Regions from separate parts of the Danio rerio genome. Here region 2 is linked to region 1. The links are chromatin contacts, called in public HiChIP or PLAC-seq maps. All regions are on one chromosome and are shown on one strand. The core of a region is the stretch at or near the end of the contact, and the rest is flanking DNA. Distances in the headings are between cores, read along the strand shown. Region 1 holds the start of msmo1 (methylsterol monooxygenase 1). Region 2 holds the start of rapgef2a (Rap guanine nucleotide exchange factor 2a).

Region 1 (3,636 bases), core at 821-3,320:
TCAGTGGGTGACTTTTTGAGATCTACACAAGCTCAATCTCTCCTCTCGCCCTGCGAAAGGGAGGGAGCCCTGGTTTCAAGGATCCCTTAAGCTCAGGGCTCTTTCCTGGGACAGCATGCCAAACACACTTATTATAAATCCTAACTTAAGTGTGAAATGCAGAACAATTTAATGTTAGTTTGCTGATTGTTTGTATATTATAAACTTACTGTAAGGCTTCGGTTTAAGTAACAATTCTCACTATTAACTTGTGGCTTTTTACCTGCCTGTTATTAAGATATTGCCTGTTTATTAGTACTAATAAAGTACATATTCGGCATAATCCTATTCTACACCCCTGATGATTTAATAACTTAATAACTAGCTTAATAACTATTAATAAGCAGCAAATTAGGAGTTTGTTAAGCTAAAAGTAATTTATTAATAGCAATAAATTGCAAACAATTGTACCTTTAAAAAATAAAGTGTTACCAAACTTTTAAATGTATGTTTTGGTAATTACTGTGCATATTTGGTACTAAAAATGTAGGCAAAATGATAGCAAGAGAAAGTCTGTTGTTTTAGTTATTAATACTTCATCTATAAAACACAAATGAGAGCTTGTGGTGGAAAAGAAGCAAATATAATATTAATAATAGTAATAATCATAATTTAATTTAATTTCCCTTGGCTTTGGCCTATGGTTTCATGAGGGGTTGCCACTGCGGAAGGAACTACCAACTAATCCAGCATATGTTTTACACAGCGGTTGCCCTTCCAGCGCAACCCATCGCTGGGAAACATCCATACACACTTATTCACACACATACAATATGGACAATTTAGTTTTCCCAATTCACATATACTGCATGTCTTTGGACTGTGGGGGAAACCGGAGCACCCGGAGGAAACCCATGCTAACATGAGGAGAACATGCAAACTCCAGCTAAGACTTGAACCAGCGACCTTCTGGCTGTGAGGTGACAGACAACTGAGCTAGTGTCGCCTCTGATAATGATAATAATAGCAACAAATTAAATATACAGTAATTTAAACCATACAGTAAATTGAAATACTTTTCAAGTATTTTTCTTTAAGTATTATCATTACATTTTTATAAAAAATTAAGTATTAAAAAACAATAGTAAGTAAACAAAATAATAGTATAATACAAATTAGCAAATGAAAAATATATATAAACTGTGAATAAATATTACCAAGTACAGTACTGTATTAAGTGGGAAATCCTTAGCACTACAATGTAATGCAATATAATCTAAACATTTTTATAAATTCAGATTTATTCATTTTTCACTGTTGAAATGAGAACAAACAAGATAAACCAAGTATTAAAAATAAAATAATAATACACAAAACAAGCTTAAAACTTGTATAATGATGCCAAAAAGTAACAAATATAAAAACAATATAAAAATATAAACAATATTTTAAGCTCATTTTTTGTATTCAAGGTAAAAAAATAATTATGAATTAAAATAAAATAAAAAGAATAAAACTTTAAACTAATACTGAAACAATATAAAATAAGGTATAATTGTATATAATAAATTCATACATCAGAACTATGACAGCACAGTTATTAAAATTAAGTTAATGACATAATAAACATGATAACAAGAACTGAACAATTTCGTAAAAATTATATATAATAATATAATTTATAACTTCTGTTTTACTAATTTGTACATTAAAAATAAATCTAAAAAAATCATACAGGCACAGCATATTATACACAGAAGTGTTTTTTAAAACAATAGGAAACATTAATTTCCCAAGACATTACATACATTTCATTGATCATAATTTGAGGCTCGTCATAAAAAGGAAAAGTTCTCGCTTCAGTTCGTTGAGGTTATGAAACACTCGCGCTTTTTAATTGGGTGGATCTGCGAAAAATCGAGGTCTGGCTATCGCCAGTTCATTCCCTCAACCAATCAGAGTGCCGTCTCTACCCGCACACGTCAGTCTCCTTCTAATCTGAGCCAATCGGCGCCCGTCTTCAGCCCGCACTCGTCCTCTCCTCTTGCCTCATCCAATGGTCTTATGTGAACTTTCTTTACATTAAAAGCGTCCTACAGTTAACGCAGGTAGAAGGACTTCTTCTCACAGGTGAGTCAACAACATAGAAATCAACACTCTTAAATATTCACACGTTTGTTGTTCAGATATAATTTAATAAATATGACATTTAGAATATTTGCGCTTTTTCGAATACATGATGTAGCGTTGCTGCTGCAGAAGAGTGTAAACAAGATCAATTTCAGTATTACTGCTGGACTTCCTGTTGATTTGAGGGATTGTTTCGATAGATATTTGCTTTTGAGGGATAAACGTTTTTAGAGATTAAATATTTGTAGTTTGTTAATTGAGGTAAAGTTGGTTTTATATTCGCACATTCAGACTTTCTTCTTAATAATGTCATTTCAGAAAAGCATTATTTTCAGATTCTAAATAGGTAACGTTAAATCGCTCACATCACGCATACACAATGAATGTTTGTACGTTATTGTAATTTGTCATCTGTAATTATTTTAAAGTGTATTATGTTATGAGATTTAAGAGCCTGAACGGTTAATTAACATGGAGTAAGTTAGCCTAATATATAACCTTAATTTATGTTGGCATTTGTGTAATTCTAATTATTGTGAAGATTGTTTTGTAATGTATGGTTATTAAAATAATAAACAGAGCTGCCTAATATTTAACTTTAACCATAATGTTTTATGTGACACTTTCAAAATGTTACATAAAATACTATGGTTAAATATTAGGCTGTTCCATGTTCAGTCTCAAATCACATAAACTTTGAAATGAATACACATGATAAAATCACAATAACAAACTATTGAGGTAAAGTTGGTTTTATATTCGCACATTCAGACTTTCTTCTTAACAATATCATTTTAGAAAAGAATTATTTACAAAATGAAGAGATTACTGTAAATATGTGTAGGTTGTAATTGTTATTTTATCATCTGTATTCATTTTAAAGTGTATTATGAAGTGATTTAATAGCCAGACTGGTTAATAAACATGGAGCAGCCTAATATTAAACCATAATAATTTACACATACCTGTAGTGTTTTAGCTTATTTTGTAATGTATGGTTTTAAAATAATAAACATGGAGCCACCTAATATTTACCCATAATATTTAATGTAACACTTTTCTGTGATTAGGGCAAAGTTGGTTTTATATTCGCACATTCAGACTTTCTTCTTAATAATATCATTTCAGACAAGTAGGGATGCTCCGATCAGGATATTTTAACAGATACAGAGTGCCGATTCCTCATCATGTTGATTTGCCGATACCAAGTACCGATTCTGATTATTTAAGCTCTATATAACTATATACAGATACCGATCGATCGAGCATCCCTACAGAAAATTATTATTTGCAAATTCTAAATGGGTAAATCACTTTAGCAGCCAATGACTATCAAAGCACAACATTGTTCACAGTTGATTAAATAGTGCTAATGTTTTGAAGTGAGAAGTTGTTTTGAAGGAATGTGCGAATATGAAACCAACTTTACCTCAACTTTCCTGTAAAAAACTTTCCAGCATTTTATGTTTAATATTAGAATTATTTATAGTTATGCAACCTGAGTAGGCATGGGATGATAACTATTTT
Region 2 (3,894 bases), core at 894-3,393, 330 kb before region 1:
ACAAAGAAGTAGCTGACAGTAATCAAGGATGTGTTCTGTCGTTAAATTCTATGATTTTATGCTTTGTTTTTGTATGAATTTTATTTATTTATTTATTTATTTATTTTTTGAGGACGGCAAGCTAAAGTCGGGCTCTGTCACATTTTTATAAGCGAAAATGCATGTTTCTGGTTGAATGTCCCATAGCTCATTTTTGGTAGTTTATTTATAGTTATTTTTGTCTATAAATCCTAATAAAATAGTATAGATTAAATGACCTCTGGACATTTTTTCAAACTTTGTCAGGTTTGTCATCTAGTGGCAATATTAGCTGAATACATTAATGAAATAACAACTGACACTGAACAGCAATAAATAGGCTAAAGTATAGTGAAAATAATCAAATAGAAAATAGACACACTGTAGTCCGAGTTCCAGTTAAAAATACAATCCTCTGTGGTGTCTTTCTGTCCATCATTATGAGTGTATTTTGGTCAAATGAAATGTCGTATTCTCTGCAGATGAGGAAGTTTTTAGATTTCACCGCATCTGAATTACACTTCCATGTTATTTACCTGTCACGTGTTAAGCTAAAATCAGAAAGAGAGAGTAAACAAGTTACATTTTTAAAAGTTGACAGAAAATTTGTATACATTTAAAAGCTAAAATGTACAAACATTTTAAGGAAGAATTAATTTTGAGGGAGTTTTGTCAGTCTGTGTTGATAGTTGAGCTCCAGAAAACCTGAGATGCTTGGTCAGTTAATGAAATAAATAACACCATTTCAGAATAAGAGGATAATTCTGTTCACAGCAGAACTGTTACTATGTGAAAGAACCATTTAAGAATCATCTCTTTTGCAAGAGTTTTTACATGATGTAAAATTATGTATTATTTATATAAAAAACATAAACCTTTTGCCTTTTATTAAACCTCTAAAATTTTGTGAGCGACTGGTGGCCTCAAACTAACTAGCGTTCACTCAATGTACTGCATTCTAGCGTACTCTGCTGGACGTTTAAGGTACTAAACGGAATTGTCAATTAAAAAATATATTCATGAATGAAAATATACAACCACAATCAGGAGATCAATATAAAAGAGTTATATTAACTGCAGAAAGAAAAAACACTAAAAAACAAAGAAAGGGGTAAGTAAATTACAAGTGTATGATAATTAATAAATTAAGAGCATTACAGGAAAGCTATCTAAATCAAATCAAAGTCAATAGACTACAGTTCTTCAATAGAACCAAAAATCTGACACATTTTTATGTCAACATATTTTGAAATTAACGTGTTAACCAGATATATTTTATGCAATATTTGAAAGTGGATTTCTTTAGTTTTATTAGGAAGAAAGTGTTTATGAGGCAACAACTAAGCTTTTCTCCAGTCTATATTATTAATTAATGCAACTCAAGAATCATTTGATGAAACATGTTTGCTCTTCATTTGTATCATTTGTTGTTTCCAGATAAATAAGCTGTATTTTCAAACCCTTACAAAAACTATCGCAACATTTTCAAAATACTTAATTCTGTATGATTTATGAACCATTTTCAAAATAAACTAATTAAAAATCCCCCACTACTTCAGAAATTGCACAGCATACTGTTGCAAAAAATAGAATATATATATATATATATATATATATATATATATATATATATATATATATATATATATATATATATATATATATATATTATATATATATAATCTTATTTTTTTTATATCTTTTTGTAATTTATATACCATTACTTTCCCTAAACACTATGAAATGAGGACAGGAGAAGAGGGTAAAATTATGTGAAATATCAGTCAAGGTGTTAACATTTTTTATTTGTATTTTCAACATGTATTATATTACAATAATCATTGTTTTGACATAAGATTATGTACGTTGGCATGAACTTAAATCTTTATTCGTTTATATATATATATATATATATATATATATATATATATATATATATATATATATATATATATATATATATATATATATATATATATATATATATCAAATGTTTTTTTTTTATTTTAACCCAACAAACTATTTTAAAATGAATCTACCTCGACGTTCCAATAGTGTCCACTGGAGGCGCTACAGGTCCGCCGTTTAATTCTTACTTCAACTCTTGTGAATCACAGCGTTGTCACCGGTCCAGTTTCACCCCGCCCGTCCGCTTGGAGTCTGTCGCACAGTCGCTATGGACGCACGTCACTTAGTTAAACTACCCGCACTTGGGATATCATCTGTTTATTGCAGGCTCTTCGACTGAGGAGGAGACCCGCCGGACGCGGAGTGATGAACAGCGACCCCGAAACTACGGAGTTTGCGTTTGTAACGTTATATCCGTGAACCTCCATCTGGACACAAGAGACTGCCAGACATTTCTGGACGTTTTAGTTGCTAATTAGTTGCTTCAGTGATGTTACTCGACACAGATGTGGTTCTGTTACACTATCATCTTTTCGCTGTCTATGGGAAAAGATTATTGAGCGCTATAAACTTTTAACTTTGTGTTTGTGCTCTGTAACTGTGACGTCGCTAAGAGGATCTACTGTTACCCGAGCTCTGTACTCAACTCCAGACCGGGGCTCGAAACCCGGCCCGCTTCGAGACATTTTTTTTTGTCATTTAGGTAACTTAAGGAGTGTTACAAATGACTACTCTTTAAAAAAATGAGTCGAAATCGCTAGAGGAAATGAACGAGCGTATATAAAGGAGATCTATTGTTACATGTGAATGCACGCGGACAGAATGGCGTCATATGTGGACAATAGTTTTCGGCACGCGATCATGAAGATCCCAGCCGACAGGACGCAACAGGTATGAGACATACTACTGTATTAATGCTGCCTAAATAGGGAACAAACGCAGTTTGCTGCTACACAATAACTAAAGTTACAGTTTAGGGAAGCAGTGTAAATGAATCGATGTAAACAATCCAAACTGACTTTAAAACGTCTCAGTGCAATAGTTTTAGTTGTGTTGCAACGCCCAATTTAGTTATAACTTTACAACTAAAAGCTTGCACAACTCAAGCTGAAATACAACTCAATAAATTGGTCCATACATTGGTGTAGCAGTCGATTCTGTTCCCGGTTTACTCAGTCTAGGCTGACTCACATAAAAAATGTCTCAAAGGTATGTTTATACGACTTACGCTGACTTGCATCTCAGAAAGTTTGTTTATACACTAATAAATGAATTGTGCAACTCAAGCTGCTTTAGAACATCTCAACATATGGATTTAGATTTATAAATTAAAATGTTTTAGTTTATAAAACTAGAAAGTTGTTTATACAACTGAAGCTAACTTACAACTTCGCAACAAGACCATTTATATAATCCAAGCTGACTTACAAAGTCTTCTGTCTCAATATTGTTTACACAACTAGAAAATAGTTTGTGCAACTAAAGCTCGCTTAAAACATCTCGATTCAATTGCTTGTTAAACTCAGCCTGACATTCAACAGTGTCTGAATAATTTGGTTTATAAAACTAGGAAACTGCTTATGCATGTAAATTTGACCTGAAACATCAATATATCTATGTATGCCAATAGAAGACAAAGTGTTACGCAATGGTTTATACAACACAAGACGAGTTTATACATCTAAAACTGACTTGAAATATCTCCAGGAAATAGTAAGACATTTTCATACACAGTTGACTTGAATTCTCTGGTGCGCTCAGACATTGGAGACATAGTTTCATTTAGACCAGCTTGTATAAAGGCGCCAAGTAATTTTGGTCATTTGTGGTGTCTCTTTAGTATGTAACCAAAACAAAGTCAAGCGTCTTACTGTTTTGTTCCACATTTCTGCTCAGTTTTGTTGTAATCAGAGCCACAAGGTTTTTTTTAAAGCATTGCTTAATATAGTCTCACTCATCAGAGCTAGA

The links. HiChIP or PLAC-seq counts read pairs in DNA pulled down with a chosen protein or histone mark.
Region 2: a contact with region 1 is called in an H3K4me3 HiChIP or PLAC-seq map of gastrula embryo, with 3 times the contacts expected there. The contact joins the promoter of rapgef2a here to the promoter of msmo1 in region 1.

Annotation. Positions count from the first base shown.
Region 1 is chr1:22,438,716-22,442,351 of GRCz12tu, reverse strand. msmo1 (methylsterol monooxygenase 1) reads left to right here and starts at 2,070. Exons shown (of 6, transcript NM_213353.1): 1 at 2,070-2,109.
Region 2 is chr1:22,765,085-22,768,978 of GRCz12tu, reverse strand. It overlaps rapgef2a (Rap guanine nucleotide exchange factor 2a), which reads left to right and starts at 2,143. Exons shown (of 27, transcript XM_073950842.1): 1 at 2,143-2,817.